Linked DNA regions of Mus musculus: regions 2, 3, 4, 5 and 6 are each linked to region 1. The links are chromatin contacts, called in public ChIA-PET and Hi-C maps. All regions are on one chromosome and are shown on one strand. The core of a region is the stretch at or near the end of the contact, and the rest is flanking DNA. Distances in the headings are between cores, read along the strand shown.

Region 1 (3,643 bases), core at 738-3,237:
CTGCTGAGGAAAAAAAGAACCATTCTTATTAAAGGCATATGAGGCCTCTATTTGGTTGAACAGAAACTGTCCTTGATGGGTTTAAAAAACAAAAGGAAATACCGAGTTTAGTGGGTAGGGTAGACAGTATGTCCCTGGAAGGGATTATGGAAGGGGGTAGAGGGTGAATATAAGCAAAATGCACTTATCAAAGAAAATACGGTTCTCCTATAATGAAAATTTCAAACTTGAGTAGGTGCACCTAAAAGGAAGTACATCACCAACGTTGACGGACAGATGGAAGAGAACATAAAGAACATCACAGGTGAAATAACAGTAGCAGAAGCAAAACAAAACTCTGCTGATTGCCACTCTACCCGGGGGGACCTAACCAGTCCAATGACAAGGTCTGCCAATTGTTATTTAAGAAATTTACCTATAGGTTGTTCATAAAAGATTCCCCAACAGTGGAGAAATCTAAAATTAAATTCTCTAGAAACTAAAGAACATCCTATTTATCTACATTAGTGGAGCTTTAATAGAACCGAAGGCAAAACTATTATTAAATACCACAGAAAGATAAACTCTCCCATCTTAGAAGAACGTAGTTTTAACTATGGATTTATCAGTTAATAATAGTGCATGTTCTTCGTCATTATTTCACAGCTCTATTGAAACATGAATATATCTTCACACAAGTACACGTATCCATGCACATACATATACATCACATACATTCAATATCTGTGAGAGCACACAAATCTGTAAATTTTTTAAAAAGATAAAAAGGAGAACCCACAGGTTTACAGTTAATATGACAGTGTAGTCATTACTAAGTTAGTAGGGTAAAAAGATCTGGAAAAATTTGGAAAGTTTGAGCAGGATAACTGAGAAACTTAGCAAGATAGGTCTAATCCAGGTACAAATCTCAAATTGACATTTAAATTACAAAGTTTGAGTACACACGGAGTCCTATGCCAGAGGATACAGAAAGCCTTTAAAATATCCTAAAAGTAGACAAAATAGACAACAGAAATGATTGTATTTAACTGACCTTCATAGTCCCTATATTTTATGACAACAAAATAAAAACAAAAATAAATAAAATTTAGCCTATCACAAAGAATAACTTTCATGATGACAAAAAGTTTCTCTCAGTGACTAAATACTATTCTTACTCCCTTTTTTGAAGGGGAGAGAAAGAAAGAGTTACATATGCATATTGAAACAGGAAGTATTTGAATAACTGTATTTGTGATTCTTAGGAAAGTTTTACTGCACATGTCCACTAGTTCTCATGCTGTCTAATATTAAAATAAGACCAGATGATGAAGCTCATTGTTCAAATGCATGTTTTCACTGAATATTATATCACAGTAAATTTTTATATCACTAACCTGTCTTTTACTCAGTCCAGCCACCAGATTCCCGTGCACCGCCCAGCCCAGGCTACTGAAGCCTTCTTGTTTTCCATTTATTGACTTTATACTTAGGAAGCTAATTTTATAACCTGCACTAATCAAAGCTCATGTTTTCTTACCACAAGCTCGAGGGATGGAGAAAGAAAGATGCTGTCATCTTCCTGAATGTGGTATCAGAACCTGTTGCAGCAGGTTCACTGCCCTGCTGGCAGCTGAACAATCTGTGCTCTCCCCACCAGCCACTGGGAAGAACCACACTGATCCCCTATGTTCTTGTGGGTTTCATGGAGCTATCTCTTCTATATATAAAAGGGGAGAGACTTACCTCAGTGAAATTTCTCAGCAATGTTCAGATGATAAATCTTCAGCAAGTCAGGAAATGGGGTTTCTCTGTTTTGAGTAGAAAGAGAAATGACTCAAAAAAGTACACCAGAATGCATTGCAATCTCATTAAATGCTGAGAAAATGTAGTATTTACAAAATAACAGGGAGGGGGGCAAGAGAACTGGTTAAAGTAAGTTCCTAGCTTGAGCAGGGCTGGATGTCTTACAGTGTGCTGTCTTCCTGGGGAGACTTAAGATGAAATTGGGCTCCTCCCAGCACTGTTCATAGCTTTCGATTTCCCCAGCTCTTAAAATAGAGCACTTTATTTCCTGTTATTAATGTAATTTCTAGAAAGAAGCATACACACACACACACACAGGAGAGAGAGAAATTGCAACACTGCATGTTTTATGTCTAGTAGACTTACAAGTGGGTCACTAGGAATCACTCTCATCTGAAAGAAGATGAATCACAAGGAGATACAAGCGAGTCACTCAGCCACCTCACCCTTCTTTGTTTGTTCAATATGAAAGTGGTCAGAGGGGAGCTCCTCAGAGTCTGTTGTTCCTTGGAATTGATGAAGCCTGCTACCTTAGCTGTAATACTTTTGTTTCATGCCTGCCAGCTTGTTTGACACAAAAGCAGCTTGACTGTAGGCACAGCCAGTAATGGGGAATGCCAGGGCCAGGAAGCCAGTGTGGGTTGGTTGATGAGCAGATGGAGGGAGGAGGGGATAGGGAGTCTTCAGTGGGGAAACCAGGAAAGGGGATAACATCCTAAATGTAAATAAAGAAAACATCTAATAAAAAGAAAAAGAAAAAAGAAGATAAAAACATTTTAAAATTAAAAGAAAAAGTTTGACTGAAAGAAAGGTCAAGTTGACCATATTCTGAGGCTTAAATAGTCGTCATCATCATCAGAAATTACCAATCCATAGCCTTCACTCAGAGCAAAGAAAGATAGAGGACAGCTTGAAAAAAAAAAGACTTGGAAAAAGGTTGACCACCCTACAGCCCTCCCCTCACCCGCTTATGAGCTCATTATGATTTTCTGCCTATATAAACTGACCCTGGAAAATAGCTCTTGTATCTGAGCTGAGCCCCTGTTCAATCAGTCTTAGGGTGTGTGTTCAATAAACCAGCCCTGTTTAACTGAGATCCGTTTCTGGGTGCTTTGTGCTGTGATCTGCAGACCACAACAGTACTTGCTTGAACATTTCCTGAATAGGGAAATATCTGTGATGGATCACTTTTGGTTTAAGCACTTTCCAAAGCATCCATTCATTCATTAGTGGTTCCTAGGCCATATTTTCCCAGAGCATAGTGTTATGAGAAACATACAACTGCAACCTCAGCTTAAAAAAAAAAAAGTAATTGGGCAGTAACTGCCCTCTGTACTATAGCTTCACTGTCCTCTATAAGTGATTAAGAAAATGACCCCTGAGAGATTTTTAATGGGAAAAGACAGCAGATTGTGGGCTATGTAGTGCCAGCAGATGAAGCCTTGGAAACTCAAGGAAAAAAGCTGAACATCTGGTAGCTTCAGAGCTTAAAGCAGTGTTTGACTGACTGTTTCTTCCTTTGTAGGATAGTGGATGGTGTCTGTACTACTGTTATAGTGAGACATGGGGGAAAAGGACACCAACTACTACTGGATGCTTTATAGGAAGCTTTAAAGTCAATATAAAAACAGTGCGATTCCAGGGATACCATCACTCATCTGGCAGGGTCCACAGATTTACTTGGGTAGAAAATCATCGAGGTTTGCTTTCCAAGTGCTGGTGTTTGGCAGCTCTTGGAAACCCATGAAATTGGAAAGCCTCTTGTCTTCTTTTAACTTCTTCAAGTTCTTTTATTGTTTTAAAGTTTTCATTGTGCAAATCTTTTCCTTCTTTGGTTACTTTCATTCCAAAATATTGT
Region 2 (3,643 bases), core at 854-3,353, 500 kb before region 1:
AGCACCATGGCTGGCTTGATTTTTACATTGTTTATAAACGATATCTGAATATGCCCTATGCTTCTATAGCTTGCCTTTTTATGAAAATAGCAGAAACAACACAAAAATTTCCTAATACTAGTAATAGTGCACAGTGTTTGCTATAATATAATGTTTTATATTTGTCTTAGTATTTTATTGTCTTTCTTAGTCTTTTAACTATATAAACTCTTTCGATGTTCATAATGTTCCCCACCCCCACACCCACCCCCGCCACCAGATACACTCAGGTAGTCTCATGGAGTAGGTACTTCATAAGACCGTGAGACTTAAGGTCATCCAAGCTGATGTTTATTTTCATTTGTTTGATAGGGTGGCAGATATCATGAACTTCTGTGTCTTATGTGACCATGATGGGAAAATCATGGAATCCTGGCTTTGGGCTTGGGCGATGAACTGTAGAGATCAAATGAAGGGGGTGCACAGAATGGCAAGATTTCCAAGGCAGCAGGGTTCAGTACAGGGGGTTGAGGGATGTGAGGAAGGCCTGACCACTGACCTGACGGTCCTAGGCATATGCCCCTGCATGAGAGCAGGGACAGCTCACACTAGAAACAAAGCCTGTGTGCAGGCAGAAGGCAAGGGGAACCTTCCACTTGGTAGCAAAGCTGTATGATCCTGCGGTTTCAGAAGCTTACAGCTTTCTCAAAGGCCAGTATCTCTGCTTTGTTCCTGTCTCTGTTCATCTCTGCTTCAGGACAGTATGGCCCAGCATCCGCCAAGCAACCTAGACTAGAAGTCAGGATACGAGGGGTGAAAATTATAGAAAATATCATAGGAAAATCAGGCAATAGCCACCTGTATGCTTCCTAAATCTTAGTAGAACTTTTAAGATCTGAAACCTTCCACTCGCTGCCTTTATTGAGCTATAATTCACAGATAATGGGTATGCGTTAACAGGACACAATGTAGTATCTTCATGTGTACATATCTTGTGAAATGATAATCATAGAACAAAATTAATCTGTCTGTCTGTCTCTGTCTCTCTGTCTGTCTGTCTCTCTCTCTCTCTCTCTCTGTGTGTGTGTGTATGGTGTATGTGTATGTGTTTGTGTGTTTGCCTACATAGATATCTTTTTACCGTGGGTATAGTGAGAACCTTTGAGATCTGTCTTATTTTCTCAAGTTTCAAATGTATGCTACACTATTGATCCCCATCCTCCTTCTTTATCCTGCCTTCTGGTACCCCCTAGCTTGTGCTTCTGTTCTCTAGTGCTCTGACCTTTCTTTCTCAGTCTCCCTCCCTTGCTCCTCTTTTGCCCAGTGCCATGGCTCCCTGAGTCTCTAGGGGGTGCTTCCACCTCACCTCCCTCCTTAGCCACATCCTCTCCACAGCATCAGTTGCCATCTGCATTCTAATGCAGTTTGCATTATCCAGAGTTCTGACCTTTCATCTAAGCTCCAGGTTCATAAATTCAATTAAATCTCTCTATTTACATATCTCATGAGTACCTCAAATTTAACACTTCTTGCACGCAGCCCACATTCTTATCACCTGCCCTGCCCTGCTCCTCCTCTTCCTGTTTTTCTGTATCAATGACACTTTTTGAATGCTTCCCTGACCCAGCATTTTGGGTTTAGCCTTCAAATCTCTACCTCTTTTAAATAGGTTTTTCTTTTCCTCCTCCTCCTCCTCCTCCTCCTCCTCCTCCTCCTCCTCCTCCTCCTCTTCTTCCTCCTCCTCCTCCTCCTCCTCCTCCCCCTTCTTTTTTGTGTTTTTACTGGGCACATGTCACATTTGGGACTTTCCAGCATCTTACAAATAATTCACATGTAATAGTCCTACCTCCCCAACCCAGAAGTAAGTCCAACTTTCAGCTTCCTTTGCAGTGCAGATGGCTGGAGCAGACAAGGGCTTGCCCTAACGGGTGCTTTCCAGATGAGATTTGAGTCTGACGTCTTTGGTATAAGGACCAGAAACATGGAGGGCATAGCCCTTGCCAATATGGCTCCTTTAGGCGTGATTAGCTTTCAGGCAGCAACTGAAATTGCAATAGGATTGCTGACACCGAGGCAGCATTGGTGCTGAAGTTTTAGCAGTGGCTGTGGAGACAGATCCTGGCATTCTGCAGGTGACAGCAGCAGTGAGCTTCCTCCTTCAGAACAGTTTCACTGTGTGGTTTGATGTGTGGGTGGGGGGAGGGGTGGGGAGCCTTTTTCTGTGAGTTTAGACCAGACTTTGTTCCTTTATCCTTTACTGATCTCTGAGGTTATTATTTTTAAGAAAACAAGACTTTATTAAGCTAGCTGGAGTCAATTCTGTTGTTTGCAGCAAGAATCTTGAGCAATTTGATGTTATTGATCCTTCTGTGGAAGGAAATTTAGGTGTGTTTTGAGCTGTGTAACAGGTTCAGGGAAGGATGGGATGAACAAGAAATAGGAACCATGGGGTTGGAGAATTGTAGGATCCACCATCTAGGGTTTGATTAATCTTCCTGTATCCTTAAAGATGGTTTGTATCAGTGGAACAACAATATGAACTAACCAGTACCCCAGAGCTCTTGACTCTAGCTGCATATGTATCAAAAGATGGCCTAGTCGGCCATCACTGGAAAGAGAGGCCCTTTGGACTTGCAAACTTTATATGCCCCAGTACAGGGGAATGCCAGGGCCAAAAAAATGGGAATGGATGGGTAGGGAAGTGGTGCGGGGGAGGGTATGGGGGACTTTTGGGATAGCATTGGAAATGTAACTGAGGAAAATACGTAATTAAAAAAAAATGGTTTGTATCTTGGGTAAAGAATTATTCCCAGATGTTCTAAAAAGGCAAGGCATAGCAAGAGCAAGAAAATGGGCATCTTAGCAGAATACAATAGGTGCGAACAGAAGTGATGGATGTGTTTCTGAGCAACTGACTACGAGTCTTCATTTCATCCCAGCTCCAGTAACTTAGGCTTTGAGTCAGAGTTACTGTAATGTTCTGTGAGGTAACCTGGGGAAAGGGTAGCCCTTAGTGGTTGAGTAATAAAGTTTAACCTTGTGTCTGAGACAATTATGCACTATGTGGCCATATGTATATTATATATGTGTTATAGATTACATATAATGTATTATGTATAGCACGCACATATAAAATATTATGAAATAACTTCCATTTCACAAAAGTAGGCTTCTACTTCATGGAATTCCTATTTCCTGAGAACCTGACCCTGAGCCAGGCACTGCAGCACACGTAGTGCACATCTTTAATTTTAGTACCTGGAGATGTGACCCCGGTGAATCACCAGGTCAAGGGAAGGTTGGGATACAGAGTAGAAACTGTGTTACAATAAAATTAAGAAGGAATTGATGCGTTCAAGCGCTTTTCCCCCTAATGGATTCTTTCGAAACCAATTTAGCTGGAAGTAATTAATTCTATTTCTAAAGCGTTATTTAATTTATTATGGATCATATTTGGCATTAACGTTATTATGTATGATTCCTGGGGGTGATGGAATGGTAAAGCACTTTAGCGAGAATTAGCAGAGTCCCTTATATTTTAGGCTTAATCCTTGTTTTTATCAAGTCAGTATATTGCTCTGACTTAAAATTCAAATAGTACTGTCAACATTGGGAGAATAGCTCTTTGGGGATGGGAATGGTATTCAGTGACAGAGTGCTGCTG
Region 3 (3,643 bases), core at 694-3,193, 450 kb before region 1:
AAAGTATAGTCATCCCCAATGGTGCAAAGAGGTACCCTTAACTTACCCTACATAAAACAAACACTGAGAATGAGTGTCTGAATGTAGACCAATTCACACTCAGAGAAGAAAGCCTCAACAGTACTCTCTGGCATCAGTGCCTCGGCAGGTTCAGATGAGCTAACGCACCAGGAAGAGCTCTGGGAAGTGTGGTAAGAAAATAGTGTGTGCAGTTGAGAGCTCCTCAGAGTAAAACCTAAGCAAGGTGAAAACTGGGTGAGTCTCTGCCTCAGGAGTGAAACTCTCCTCAGAGAGAGGAGAGACAGTAAGGACATCAACAGGACCACTGAAGGAGGAAACAACATAAGCTCAGTAATGTTGTCATCACTTGTTAGCCACTTGAGTCATAAAGAGAAGGCAAGAAAAGAAATGCAGATGTCCCATAAAAGAAGTAGTCATAGTAAAATCCAGAAAAATGTGTCCTCAACCTACCCTACAGGAACTAACATATAATTGGTTAATTAACATCCTTTGTCAAATTTTCTTTAATATGTGCAGCTAAATGTTTCCATTAAGGCATGCATTCATGGAAATTATAAAATAAATCCTTTTTATAGAAACTAATAAGAACAGATTTTTTTATATTAGCATTGTCTTAATTAGAACCAAAAATATAAAATTCTTCTCAGAAAACCAAAAGAATGACAATAGTTTACCTCCTAGAAATAGAAAAGTGTTTTAATAATAGAATTGTCCAGTAATAACTTAAAAAACCAAAATTTAATGCATGATTTAGGAGTATTTATCTTAATTTCTAAATGAACAGGGTCATAACTTTTGTAAAATTTTAGAAAGTCTGGGCAGCATAATTAATACACCTAATAAGTGATAGATCAACCATAGTGCACAGAGGGACTGCAGAAGAGTCTAAAAGTATGAAGTATACATCTAGTTCCGATGAACCTCCAACTCTTTTCTAAGTCTTACCACCAGAAAACAAAATCAAAGAAAACTAAAAAGACAAAAACCCAAAGCAATTAACTTTCAGGATGATACAGACTAACAATGTCTACAATATTACTTTATTCACTTGATGCACAAGTGAATGAAGACCATTTAATGTGCTTCTTAAGTCAATAAAACCACAGGTTTGCAATCATAATGAATCTGGGATATCTTTGACTACATATGCCCATTGGTGCCCAGGTTGTGTATGGTTGCAATAATAGATAATGCAGCCTGAGGGCTAGATGCATTTTTTCAGTATTATTGCTTCATGGCAATTTTTCCTGTCACAAACTTGTCTGTTGCCCAGCCACTCACTACAACCACCAGGTTCTAAGCATTCTCCAGCCAAGAAAACTAAAGCACTCTTCTTATTCACTTATCCAGACTTACCTAAAAAACGTGTATTTTATAATCTGAAATATGCCCCTTTTTGGGTCAGTCTTACTGGTGGAGGAATCAGGATGCCTAGCATCATTATGAGCCAAGGACCTGAATCCAGATAGTGCAGATTCACTGCTCAGTGTAGCAGCCACCAGCTTGGCTTCCTTCTCTCTCAACCTAAAGATCGACAAGGATTTCACCTGTAGTCGTGTGCATTCACAGAGAAAGCAGGGGGAGGACTCACCTCTTCAGAAAATTCTTCAGTGGTATCCAGTTTTGCAGGGCAGGAAGCAGTGAGTGAGTGAGCAAGTGAGTGAGTGAGTGAGAGAGAGAGAGAGAGAGAGAGAGAGAGAGAGAGAGAGAGAGAGTGTGTGTGTGTGTGTGTGTGAGTCTGTGTGTGAGTGTGTGTATGAAGAGTAAACAGTAAATCTCTCAGAAAGAGAACCAGAGGATTTTGTAATCTCCTGAAATTCTGAGACAATGAAGTGTTTTCAGAGAGAGATGGAAAGCTGACACTGGGTAGAGTCACTGCTCAGCTGCTCAGACTGAGGGGAACTGGGTTTCTCATCCTGTGCTACTTTGTGGGGAGTGGACAAGGTTCATAGCTTTCGATTTCCTCAGAGACAGAAACTCAAGAGTTTCCTTCCTGTAAACAATTACCAAAAAAGTCAAAGAGAGCTAGTTACACTCAGGATGTTTCTTGCAAATCTTCATAGGTACAAGATTTAGATTTATAATCCTCATGTCCTACAGGCTTGCAAAAGGATCCCTAGGAACCTTCATTCCTTTGAATGAAGGTGAAAACTTAGACCAAAAAAAGCCAAGTCACCCAGTCTCTTCTTTCTTTTCTGCTCAGACTCAGTGTCAGGAGATCTTTGCTGTGTCAGTTGCCAGCTGCATGTGAATGAGTTTCAAGGAAAATCTGAGATGAAACAACTCCTGGTTTAAGTCATTCCTGTAGCATCTATGCATCCATTAGTAGCTCCCAAGACCTAGACTTGCCACAGCATAATGTTACAAACACACAACTCCAAGCTGCAACCTCAAATAGCTAGAAAGGCATTTGGCATTATCCACCTCCCTCTTGATTATAGAACTAAGCTGTCCTCCTTCAATGGTGAAGTTAATGCTTCCTCAGTGTCTCTACATTATTCACTGGTAAGCACAGGGAAACCTGGGGCCTGGGAGTCAGTGGGAAACCTCGAGCTTTGATTGAGATTATGGACTGAAATAATGCTTGTCCTGCTGCACTTTTCTGGCATGGAGAATTCAAGGATTAAGGATTGATGTAATCCTGAAACATGGAACAAATGGTATCAAGTAGCAGATAATGGTATGAGAGCCTGCCAGCTGGTCTGCAAAAGAGGATAATGCCATAGCTAGGTAACCAGTCACCTGGATGAAAATGATGGGAGTTAAAATGCTTTCCAACTGCTAGTCTTGGGCAACTTTTGGATGTCTCTGCCTTTGATAGCAGAACAGTTGGGGGAAATCACCATCCCTGACCTCAAGCTTTCCTACAGAGCAATAGTGATTCAACTTGCATGGTATTGGTACAGAGACAGACATGTTGATCAATGGAATAGAAATGAAGACCCAGAAATAAAACCACACACTTCCCATCACTTGATCTTGACAAGCCAAAACTATACAATGGAAAAAAGAAAGCATTTCAAAAAAGGGTGTTAGTCTAACTGGCTGTCTGTATGTTGAAGAATGAAAATAGACCCATATTTATCACCTTGCACAAAGCTCAAGTCTAATTAGATCAAGGACCTCAAAATAAAATCAGATACACTGAATCTAATGGAAGAGATAATGGGAAAGAGCCTTGAACTCATTGGCACAGGGGGAAATTTCCTAAACAGAACTCTAATGGTTCATGCTCTAAGATCAAGGATTGATAAATGGGACATCATGAAACTGGCAAGGTTGTAAAGCAAAGAACATAGTTGATAAGACAGATCAGCAACCTAAAGATTTTGAAATAATCTTCACTAACCCCACATCAAATAGAGGGCTAATATCCAAAAATACATAAAGAACTCAAGAATCTAATCACCAAGCACCCAAATAACCCAATCAAAAAATGGGGTATTGAACTAAACCTAGATTTCAATTCTGAGGAATCTCGAATGACTGAGAAGCACCTAAAGAAATGTCTAAAGTCCTTAGTGGTCAGAGAAATGCAAATCAAAATGGCCCTGAGATTCCACTTTACACCAATCAGAATGGCTACGATCAAAATCACAGGTGACAACACATATTGGAGAGG
Region 4 (3,643 bases), core at 383-2,882, 430 kb before region 1:
ATTGTCTGCTGAATGGAGTTGGGAGCTCAGGGAAACCCTCAGCATCACAGAGGATACCATTATTGGTTCCTTTAGGGGAAAGTGGAAGGATCTGGGCTGCACTCTGAGCAGCGAATCCTCAGCAGCATGATTTTGATGCTTCATTAGGGAAGACAGCAAACTTCTCTAGCCCACCCTTACTGGATCCTGGGCCAACACAAATGCATTTTGATTGTGGCAGATCATAAAACAAACTTTCTAAGTGTAAGTATAAATAAACATAATACAAGAAGAGAGTTTTGGTTAGCTTGGCTAAAGAGTGCAAAGGAACCTCTTGGCTGTGCTGATTGACTGGGTAAAACATAAAATAGTGAAACAAAAGAATTATCATGAAACAGTATTTAGTCAAAAGTACATTTGGACATGAAGCTGCATTCTCACTATTACACAGCAGGCGAGGGTGATGGGCATGCGCAGTAGAAAATGTTTCTGATTCAGAAGGACAACTACTCAAACTAACGATCTTTTAATGGTTTCATGAGCACATTTAACAAGTACTATGAGGAAACGTCCATCATCTGGAGATGTCACGGTTTTGGTTTGTTAGTTTGCGTTTTTTATTTTCTTACATTAAGACATGGGGAAGAGATGTAGTTAACGTGAAAAACATTTCTATTCTACAAGCTACCTGTACACTCCTGGAATAGCCCATCCTGTGTATTTGAACAAAGCACTTTAAATGTTGATTTAACACACATTAGAAAAATCTTCTCAAGTTTATCAGTTATATTACTAAACTTTCTAACTCTTTTCAGATATTTTCCTTTTGTCCACTTAGGAACTGAGAGACACCATATAAATGTAACATAAATCAATGTCTGGTTTTTCTTGTGGCTCTTTCAAATTAGTTTATGTGTGCTCTCTTGTATTCAAATGGGATGTACAATGTCTACATACTTGAGTGCGGGTGTGTTCATGTGTACATATATGGGACAAAATATATTTTAGGACACTATTTTTGAATGGTGAATGAACATGAGTTATAAGAAATACAATGTACTATTTTACTGGATAAATCCATAACCCAGAATATTCTCTTTTTATTGAAAGGGCAACTCTATAATTTTGTGATAGTTATTGAAAAACATTTTCTGAGTTCTATTTGAAAGTACATTACATAAATAATCTAGCCTTTCAAAGAATTTTTGTGTAATTTGTTTTTAAATTATTTCACCATTAAAGAATTATTTACACACAACATACAGGTGAATGTGTTTGGAAGTTAATAAAAGTTAAATCTCAGTGGCTGTGTAGCTGCTCCCAGCATAGATTAATAACACTATAATATGTTATGTAATATATAATAACACTATAATATGTTATATATACTATATATAATATGGGGTTCTGTTTTGTTTTGCTTTCTTTCCATTATTGCCCCTTCACCTTATGGTATTTTCTTCTTACATTTAACAGTAAATAAATTAGGACTTATGCCCTCCTTTCTCTGTCTGTCAACCATGTTGATATCCTTCCAGTTTCCCCTTTCTTTGGCCAGGGCTTTAGTTTTGAAGCAGAGGCACAGTGAAGCAGGCTTGTTTTTCATTCTGCTCAGCCTTGGTTTCAAGTATTTCTCAGTTTTACTCACTGTTTCCTTCCTACACTTTCAGTGGCTGTTTTTATGTGGGTTTTACCATTATAACTACTAAGACTAAAGCATCCACAATTTGGTCATCCTTTTTCTTGAGCTTCGGTATTACTCCGAAGGGGGAACAAAATAATCATGGGAGGTAGAGGGTAGAAGTGACCTGGGAGGGAGAAAGGAGAAGGAGGAAAAGGATCATGTGTGGGAGGAGACAGAGAGGGCAGGAGAAGTACAGAGGGTCAGAAATTGAATGGAGGTGTGTACCAGTGGAGGATGGGGAAACAAGGGTAGCCACTAGAAAGTCCCAGATGCCATGGAAGCAAGGGGTTCCCAGGACCCAAGAAGGATGACATTAGCCAAAATAGCCAACAAAGGGGAGATAGAACCTGTAGAAACCATATCCAGTGGTTAGGCACAGCACTCGGTTGAAAGATTGGATCACCCACCCATATCAAAAATATTAACCCAGAATTGCTCCTGTCTAATGGAAATTCAGGGACGAAGAGTGGAGCATAGGCTGAAGGAAAGACCATGCATAGGCGGCCCCACCTGGGGATCCGTCTCATCTACAGACACCAAAACCAGATAATATTGGGGATGCCAAGCGAGCTTGCTGACAGGATCCTGGTATAGCTGTCCTCTGAGAGGCTCTGCCATAGTCTGACCAAAACAGATGTGGATGCTTAGATTCTCTCAGCCAACCACCAGACTGAGAATGGGGATCCCAATGGAGGAGTTAGTGGAAGGACTGAAAGATATGAAGGGGTTTGCAATTCCATAGGAAGAAAACAAAATCAACCAACCAGACACCCCAGAGCTCCCAGGTGACCCATCCAGCAGGTCCAGTTATTCGAGGTTCTCAGGGGACCTTCTCCTAAGAACCAAATCAGAGGTAGAGAGAGACGAGGGTCTTGTGCGAATAATGACACAGAACCGTTCTGAATTGCATCAAAGCCCCAATGTATTAGTCAGGCCCAAGGTTTAAATGCACAAGCAAAAGGGGAAGTGCCTTTCAGCAGGAAGGATGGGGCAGTAGAATTGCACAAGCAAAAGGGGAAGTACTTCTCAGCAGGAGGGATGGAGCAATAGAATTGCACATTCTTTAGGCAGTTACAGGGGGAAGCAGGAACTTGGAGGTATCAGAGTATCTTGAGGTCAGGACATCTGGAGCTGACTTAGGGCTGGAACAATCTGTGGTTGTTCTAGGAGCGGTGTGTCGGTGGCCCGCTTTTGACCCCCTTTTCTTCTCGGGGGGGGGGGGGGAGAGGCCCAATTCAGAGATCAGGACAATTGTGTTGTCTTAATGGCTCCCAACACCCAGGGACTAAAACACCAACAAAGGAGGGATCCCATGGCTCCAGCTGCATATGTAGTAGAGGATTGCCTTATCTGGCATCAATGGGAGGAGAGGCCCTTGGTCCTGTGGAGACTTGATGCCCCATTGTAGGGGAATGCTAGGGCAGTGAGGCAGGAATGCATCTGACACCTGGTTTTGTTTTTTTTTTGTTTGTTTGTTTGTTTTTTCATTTTTTTAAATTTATTTTTTATTAGATATTTTCTTTATATACTTTTCAAATGCTATCCCGAAAGTTCTCTATAACCTCCCTCTGCCCTGCTCCCCTTCCCACCCACTCCCGCTTCTTGGCCCTGGTATTCCCCTGTACTGGGGCATATAAAGTTTGCAATACCAAGGGACCTCTCTTCCCAGTGATGGCTCACTAGGCCATTTTCTGCTACATATGCAGCTCTGGGGGTACTAGTTATTTCATATTGTTGTTCCACCTATAGGGTTGTAGACCCCTTCAGCTCCTTGGGTGCTTTCTCTAGCTTCTCCATTGGGGGCCCTGTGTTCCATGTTATAGATGCCTGTGAGCATCCACTTCTGTATTTGTCCGGCACTGGCTATAACAGAGTCCCGTCGATGCTGGCAAGGATGTGGAGAAGGAGGAACACTCCTCCACTGCTGGTGGGATTGCAAGCTTGTAAATCACTCTGGAAGTCAGTCTGAAGGTTCCTCAG
Region 5 (3,643 bases), core at 341-2,840, 410 kb before region 1:
CTGACTAATACAGATTGCAGATGCTCGCAGCCAACCACCAGACTGAACAATGGGACCCCAATGGAGGAGTTAGGGAAGGACTGAAGAAGCTAAAGGGGTTTGCCATCCCATGGGAAGAACAACAATATCAACCAAACAGAACCCCCAGAGCTCTCAGGGACTAAACCACCAACCAAAGAGTATACATGAAGGGAACCATGGCTCCAGCTGCAAATGTAGCAGAGGATGGCCTTATTTGGTATCAGTGGGAGGGGTGGTTCTTGGTCCTGTGAAGGCCCAATGCCCCAGTGTTGGGGAATGGCAGGGCAGGCAGGCAGGAGTGGATGGGTGTGTGAGGGAGTACCCTCATAGAGGCAGAGGAAGAGGGGATGAGATAGTAGGTTTGAAGAGGGGAAACTGGGAAGGTGGATAACATTTGAAATGTAATAAAATAAAATAAAAATAAAAATAAATAAAAAAGAAGTACATCTCTTGATTGTTAAAAATAAGTAAAATCTTTTGCAGTGATTTAGAAAGTTTAGCTACAATAATTAATAAACTTAGCGAGCCTGGTCTAATGTTCACAGAACTTTGAAATCAATTAAGAGCTTCTATCCAAGTCCTCTGCTGTGGTACACGTATTCTTCAAACTGTTCTATAAATGGGCAAGATACATGTGTTCTAATTAACTTTCCATCACTCTATTACACTTCACCATTAGAGAACCAAAAGGAAAACAAAATGGCCAAAAACAACTTTCGTGATGGTAGAAATTACCAATAATGGAAATACCACCTTTAGAAAGGTGTGAAGAAGAGAACAAACAGAATGTGTTTGGGAAATGGTTAAACCATTGTGTGTTTATATATTATGATCCTGAGAAACTTCCTAGTGATAGGATACTAGAAAATTCATTTCATGTCCAGAGGCAGTTTTTATTCACAATAATTTTTCATGTCACTATCTTGGCTTTTTCCCACTCACCCACAGATCCCAGATAACCATGAACTCCCTATCCGAGCTAATTATAGCCTTCACATTATCCACTTATTCAGATTTATACTTAGAAAGTTCATTAAACAATCTAAAATATGCAAAATGTTTTATTCTTAGCTCATTCCTCTGTGGTGGAGGACTAAAGATGTCTGCCATCTTTTTGAGTGACTGACCCTAATCCGGCTGCTGTGGGCTCACTGCTGAGTGCAGCAGGCACCAGATCAGCACTGCCTCCTCCACAAGAACCAGCAAAGGTCTTTTCACTGTCCTTGTTGTTTTTACAGATGTAGCCAATATCTACCATATCTACAGAAAACAGGTAGAACTCACCTTGCTGGATGTTTCTCTAAGGATGTAAAGCTGAGATCTTCTACAGGGCAGGACTAGAGGCTTCTCCACTCCTCTTCCTCCTCTTCTCTTTTGTCCTTCTTCTTCTTAAAGTTTGTTGGGGACTGGGAGGAGTTGGTGTGTGTGTGTGTGTGTGTGTGTGTGTGTGTGTGTGTGTGTGTGTGTGTGAAGAAGATAAACCAATAAATCTCTTGGGAACTGGAAAATGTAATCTACAGAAATTCTCAGGTTAGACTCACTCCATGGACTGAGGCTTGCTGAATGTCTCAGCTGGGTGTTGTTTTGTGGGCAGAAGAGCTAAGAAATAGCAAGTTCTCCTCCCAGCAGAGTGCATCGCTTTCGATTTCCTCAGAGACTGAAACTCGACAGTTTTTTCCTGTATACCTTTTAGTCACCATAAGAAAGTCAGAGACAGTTACACTCCATTGATATGTTTTGCTTTTCTTACAAATCTTACAGGTACAAGAACCAAATATAAAAGCTCTGTATCCAACAAACTCACAAGGGAGTCACCAGGAATGTGCTCTCTTTTAAATAAAGATGAATCCCCAAAAGGCAAAGCTAAGTCACCAGGTCTCTTTCTTTCCTGCTCAGGATGCAGATGGCAGCAGGAGAAATTGGCAATTGCTAGCTGCTCTTGAATGAATTTCAAAAAAGAAAAAATAATCTGAGATGAAATTGCTTTTGGTTTAAACACTTCACTCCTTTGTTAGTTCCCTGGACTTTCCAGAGTACCAATGTTGTTAGAAACATAGGACTCCAACCTCACGTAAGCAGAAAGGATTTTGGCTTTAGCTTTCCTCTTTTCTGTTACTACTACTACTACTACTACTACTACTACTACTACTACTACTACTACTATTGTTAATTTATTTACTTTTAAAGACAGAGTCTCACTGTGTAGTCTTGGCTGGCCAGGAACTCTCTCTGTAGACCAGGCTCAGTTTAGGTTTAAATCTTTTACCCGGCTTTGGAAAGTAGTATTCTTTAACTGGTGATTGCCTTAGTTAAGAACTTTTAAAAACATGCCATCCTTTCATGTTTCCATCATTGGGAATTGCATTACCTTGAAGTATTTCTGAAACAATGTAGATGACTAGAAACTATGGATTTGCTGACTAGGTGCCATTTTCACTAGTTTCTTAGACTACATAAAATACTAATTAATCTCAAAAAGGAGAGAAGGGGAAGGAAAGCCAGAGAAGCTTTTCTTGGGAGAGCTAAGCCACTGGACCTGTGCTGTGTCTCCACCATTGATTCTGATTGCAGTCCTTTATTCATGGTGGATGGAGGTTGGAAAATACCATCTTTATCTTTCTTTTGTTTGGCCAATGTAGTTTTTCCTTTTCCTTTCTTCATCTTTTGAACTGATGTAGTAAAGAAAGGCCAGGGGAAGTTGATCCTACTGTTTCCGCTCAGTTCCTGCTTATGTCTCAGTGGATTTGCCTATCCCTGCTGCAGAAGCCCAACATAGCCACAAGGTAGCCAAAGGTACCAAGCTGGGACAAGCACTGTGGACAGTCTTTGTATGGATCATTCCAAATTACAGCATCAGAGAAAGAAATTATGGTTTAATTTGTGATGTGGCAAAGTGGTGATGTTACACTTTGACTTCTTATCTCTATTGCTGTTATTTGGTAGTCGATGCAGGGTCTGACTATGGAGCCCAGGCCAGTCTCAAAATTCAGCTCTCCACTATGCCTAATTTTATCATGTTTTCTTTATTACCAATTGACTTTATAAAAGGGACTTGCTCATATCTCTGAGATACAGTTTTACTTATAATTAGATATTGTCGCACATTTACCATCAGGATGAATATTAATAATGGAATCAAATAATAATTAAACATGAGTATTAACTTATTTAATGTTTTAATGAACTTTTCTCTAAATTAATTTTTACTTTTCACCATTTTATATAAAATTACTTTTTTCCTTATTATTTTCCACTTTCACTTCTTTTAGATTTAATTTTTATTATTTTAGGTGTATGAATGTTTTTGCCCACATGTATGTCTGTGCAACATATAAATGCCTGGTACCCAAGGAGGTGATAAAACTCCATGTGGTTGCTGGTAATCATACCTGGGTCCTGAAAGAGCAACAAATACTCTTAACAACTGAACCAACTCTTTAGCCCATAACATTAATTTTTATTTGAAAACTTCACAAATTTATGTGATTCATTCTGTCTCTGTAAGAGTTCAAGAATCGCTGAAGGAAGAACCCAGACTCAAATAGTATGCAAAAGCAAAGAGCATTTATCTTGCAGAAATGTCTAACTTGCCAGGGTAAGCTATCCATACAAAATGGAGACA
Region 6 (3,643 bases), core at 384-2,883, 310 kb before region 1:
ATTATTAGTATTCATCCTGTGCGATAATATCTAATTATAAGTAAAACTGTATCTCAGAGATAATGAGCAAGTCCCTTTCATAAAGTCAATTGGCAATAAAGAAAACATGATGAAATTAGGCATAGTGTACATACATGTGATCCCTACACTCAGGAGGCCAGAGCAGGAAGAGCTACATTTTGAGACTGGCCTGGGCTCCATAGTCAGACCCTGCATCGACTACCAAATGACAACAACAACAGGGATAAGAAGTCAAAGTGTAATATCACCACTTTGCCACATCACAAATTAAACCATAATTTCTTTCTCTGATGCTGTAATTTGGAATGATCCATACAAATACTGTCCACAGTGCTTGTCCCAGATTGGTACCTTTGGCTACCTTGTGGCTATGTTGGGCTTCTGCAGCAGGGATAGGCAAATCCACTGAGACATAAGCAGGAGCTGAGCGGAAACAGTAGGATCAACTTCCCCTGGGCTTTCTTTACTAAATCAGTTCAAAAGATGAAGAAAGGAAAAGGAAAAACTACATTGGCCAAACAAAAGAAAGATAAAGATGGTATTTTCCAACCTCCATTCACCATGAATAAAGGGCTGCAACCAGAATCAATGGTGGAGACACAGCACAAGTCCAGTGGCTTAGCTCTCCCAAGAAAAGCTTCTCTCTGGCTTTCCTTCCCCTTCTCTCCTTTTTGGGAATAATTAGTATTTTATGTAGTCTAAGAAACTAGTGAAAATGGCATCTAGTCAGCAAATCCACAGTTTCTAGTCATCTATATTGTTTCAGAAATACTTCAAGGTAATCCAATTCCCAATGATGGAAACATGAAATGATGGCACATTTTTAAAAGTTCTTAATTAAGGCAATCACCAGTTAAAGAATACTACTTTCCAAAGCTGGGTAAAAGATTTAAATCTAAACTGATCCTGGTCTACAGAGAGAGTTCCTGGCCAGCCAAGACTACACAGTAAAACTGTCTTTGAAAGTAAATAAATTAATAATAATAATAGTAGTAGTAGTAGTAGTAGTAGTAGTAGTAGTAGTAACAGAAAAGAGGAAAGCTAAAGCCAAAATCCTTTCTGCTTACGTGAGATTGGAGTCATATGTTTCTAACAGCATGGTACTCTGGAAAGTCCAGGGAACTAACAAAGGAGTGAAGTGTTTAAACCAAAAGCAATTTCATCTCAGATTTTTTCTTTCCTTTTCTTTTCTTTGCTTTTTTTCTTTCTTTCTTTTTTTTTTTCTTTTTGAAATTCATTCAAGAGCAGCTAGCAATTGCCAATTTCTCCTGCTGCCATTTGCATCCTGAGCAGGAAAGAAAGAGACCTGGTGACTTAGCTTTGCCTTTTGGGAGTTCATCTTTATTCAAAAGAGAGCACATTCCTGGTGACTCACTTGTGAGTTTGTTGGATGCAGTGCTTTTATATTTGGTTCTTGTACCTGTAAGATTTGTAAGAAAAGCAAAACATATCAATGGAGTGTAACTGTCTCTGACTTTCTTATGGTGACTAAAAGGTATACAGGAAGAAAACTGTTGAGTTTCAATCTCTGAGTAAATCGAAAGAGATGCACTCTGCCGGGAGGGGAACTTCCTGTTTCTTAGCTCTTCTGCCAACAAAACAACACCCAGCTGAGACATTCAGCAAGCCTCAGTCCATGGAGTGAGTCTAACCTGAGAATTTCTGTAGATTACATTTTCCAGTTCCCAAGAGATTTATTGGTTTATCTTCTTACACACATACACATACACACACACACACACACACACACACACACACACACACACACACACACCAACTCCTCCCTGTCCCCAACAAACTTTAAGAAGAAGAAGGACAAAAGAGAAGAGGAGGAAGAGGAGTGGAGAAGCCTCTAGTCCTGCCCTGTAGAAGATCTCAGCTTTACATCCCTAGAGAAACATCCAGCAAGGTGAGTTCTACCTGTTTTCTGTAGATATGGTAGATATTGGCTACATCTGTAAAAACAACAAGGACAGTGAAAAGACCTTTGCTGGTTCTTGTGGAGGAGGCAGTGCTGATCTGGTGCCTGCTGCACTCAGCAGTGAGCCCACAGCAGCCGGATTAGGGTCAGTCACTCAAAAAGATAGCAGACATCTTTAGTCCTCCACCACAGAGGAATGAGCTAAGAATAAAACATTTTGCATATTTTAGATAGTTTAATGAACTTTTTAAGCATAAATCTGAATAAGTGGATAATGTGAAGGCTATAATTAGCTCGGATAGGGAGTTCATGGTTATCTGGGATATGTGGGTGAGTGGGAAAAAGCCAAGATAGTGGCATGAAAAATTATTGTGAATGAAAAGTGCCTCTGGACATGAAATGAATTTTCTAATATCCTATCACTATGTGTAGTAGGAAGTTTCTCAGGTTCATAATATATAAACACAAAATGGTTTAACCATTTCCCAAGCCCATTCTGTGTTGTTCTTTCTTCACACCTCTCTAAAGATGGTATTTCCATTGTTAATTTCTACCATCAGGAAAGTTATTTTATTTTCCTTTTGGTTCTCTAATGGTGAAGTGTAATAGAGTGATGGAAGGTCAATTAGAACACATGTATCTTGCACATTTATAGAACAGTTTAAAGAATATATGTACCACAGCAGAGGACTTGGATAGAAGCTCTTAATTGATTTCAAAGTTCTGTGAACATTAGACCAGGCTCACTAAGTTTATTAATTATTGTAGCTAAACTTTCTAAATCACTGCAAAAGATTTTACTTATTTTTAACAATCAAGGGATGTACTTCTTTTTTATTTATTTTTATTTTTATTTTATTTTATTATATTTCAAATGTTATCCACCTTCCCAGTTTCCCCTCTTCAAACCTACTATCTCATCCCCTCTTCCTCTGCCTCTATGAGGGTACTCCCTCACACACCCAACCACTCCTGCCTGCCTGCCCTGCCATTCCCCAACACTGGGGCATTGGGCCTTCACAGGACCAAGAACCACCCCTCCCACTGATACCAAATAAGGCCATCCTCTGCTACATTTGCAGCTGGAGCCATGGTTCCCTTCATGTATACTCTTTGGTTGGTGGTTTAGTCCCTGAGAGCTCTGGGGGTTCTGTTTGGTTGATATTGTTGTTCTTCCCATGGGATGGCAAACCCCTTTAGCTCCTTCAGTCCTTCCCTAACTCCTCCATTGGGGTCCCATTGTTCAGTCTGGTGGTTGGCTGTGAGCATCTGCAATCTGTATTAGTCAGGCAGAGCCTCCATAGAGATGTACTTCTAAATGTACCATGATATTCTGATCTTTCTATTATTATTATAAGCAAGCCAGCTCATTCAGTCAACAATGTCTCAAGGGAGGGAGGATTAAAAAGAAAAAGACAATTAGACATTATAACATGACTCCAGACAGCGCTGACACTAAAGCAGGTTTATTTTTTCCCAGTCAGCTTTTATACCTTCTAGGTCCTTGCAGAGAACAGGGTCAATTTTTAAATCAAAGTAATCAAGAAAGGCTATGAACAAAGAGATCACACCAGGTAGGAATCAGCCAAAGCAATAAACAAAGTATCCTGAGTCATCATTTCTAGGGATTACCAAGACAAAAGCAAAGTCACACCTTCCTTGACTGTATTTGCCTCAATCCTAGCATCAGCCCAAATGCAA

The links. Hi-C and Micro-C count contacts between places; a contact is called where the count stands out from the background. ChIA-PET counts read pairs in DNA pulled down with a chosen protein or histone mark.
Region 2: a contact with region 1 is called in an RNA polymerase II ChIA-PET map of memory CD8 T cells, with 167 read pairs. The contact joins the enhancer-like site here to the promoter of Ifi203 in region 1. A contact is called at or near these places in 3 of 15 datasets of contacts at CTCF or cohesin (the NIH/3T3 cell line, large pre-B cells and pro-B cells), 2 of 484 Hi-C or Micro-C datasets (B cells and bone marrow-derived macrophages), 5 of 115 datasets of contacts at active chromatin or transcription factors (the 230-238 cell line, effector CD8 T cells, fibro-adipogenic progenitors and 2 more) and 3 of 9 other capture datasets (adipose tissue, liver and macrophages).
Region 3: an RNA polymerase II ChIA-PET map of memory CD8 T cells shows a contact between it and region 1, with 37 read pairs. The contact joins the promoter of Ifi206 here to the promoter of Ifi203 in region 1. A contact is called at or near these places in 1 of 39 promoter capture datasets (embryonic stem cells), 1 of 484 Hi-C or Micro-C datasets (B cells), 2 of 115 datasets of contacts at active chromatin or transcription factors (large pre-B cells and memory CD8 T cells) and 1 of 9 other capture datasets (liver).
Region 4: a Hi-C map of B cells shows a contact between it and region 1, with 9 read pairs. The contact joins the enhancer-like site here to the promoter of Ifi203 in region 1. A contact is called at or near these places in 1 of 39 promoter capture datasets (embryonic stem cells), 1 of 484 Hi-C or Micro-C datasets (B cells), 2 of 115 datasets of contacts at active chromatin or transcription factors (CD8 T cells and large pre-B cells) and 3 of 9 other capture datasets (adipose tissue, liver and macrophages).
Region 5: a contact with region 1 is called in an RNA polymerase II ChIA-PET map of memory CD8 T cells, with 16 read pairs. The contact joins the promoter of Ifi214 here to the promoter of Ifi203 in region 1. A contact is called at or near these places in 3 of 115 datasets of contacts at active chromatin or transcription factors (effector CD8 T cells, large pre-B cells and memory CD8 T cells) and 3 of 9 other capture datasets (adipose tissue, liver and macrophages).
Region 6: a contact with region 1 is called in an RNA polymerase II ChIA-PET map of memory CD8 T cells, with 14 read pairs. The contact joins the promoter of Ifi209 here to the promoter of Ifi203 in region 1. A contact is called at or near these places in 2 of 115 datasets of contacts at active chromatin or transcription factors (large pre-B cells and memory CD8 T cells) and 1 of 9 other capture datasets (liver).

The regions. Positions count from the first base shown.
Region 1 is chr1:173,940,505-173,944,147 of GRCm38.p6, forward strand. Ifi203 (interferon activated gene 203) reads right to left here and starts at 1,988. Exons shown (of 10, transcript NM_001302649.1): 1 at 1,951-1,988; 2 at 1,726-1,790.
Region 2 is chr1:173,439,393-173,443,035 of GRCm38.p6, forward strand. The region is part of intron 2 of Aim2 (absent in melanoma 2); the gene reads left to right. Among named protein-coding and RNA genes, the nearest start is that of Aim2, 21 kb to the left of the region's middle. Within about 2 kb of position 2,104, at least 79 of the 459 cell types and tissues checked have an H3K27ac peak or open chromatin away from gene starts, as enhancers often do. A contact at or near this core is called in B cells, bone marrow-derived macrophages, effector CD8 T cells and 2 more, where this site is marked.
Region 3 is chr1:173,489,375-173,493,017 of GRCm38.p6, forward strand. Ifi206 (interferon activated gene 206) reads right to left here and starts at 1,944. Exons shown (of 8, transcript NM_001372437.1): 1 at 1,613-1,944.
Region 4 is chr1:173,509,144-173,512,786 of GRCm38.p6, forward strand. No RefSeq gene overlaps it. Among named protein-coding and RNA genes, the nearest start is that of Ifi206, 20 kb to the left of the region's middle. Within about 2 kb of position 1,633, at least 17 of the 459 cell types and tissues checked have an H3K27ac peak or open chromatin away from gene starts, as enhancers often do. A contact at or near this core is called in B cells and CD8 T cells, where this site is marked.
Region 5 is chr1:173,534,367-173,538,009 of GRCm38.p6, forward strand. It overlaps Ifi214 (interferon activated gene 214), which reads right to left and starts at 1,591. Exons shown (of 5, transcript NM_001024721.2): 1 at 1,306-1,591.
Region 6 is chr1:173,629,226-173,632,868 of GRCm38.p6, forward strand. It overlaps Ifi209 (interferon activated gene 209), which reads left to right and starts at 1,634. Exons shown (of 7, transcript NM_175026.3): 1 at 1,634-1,930.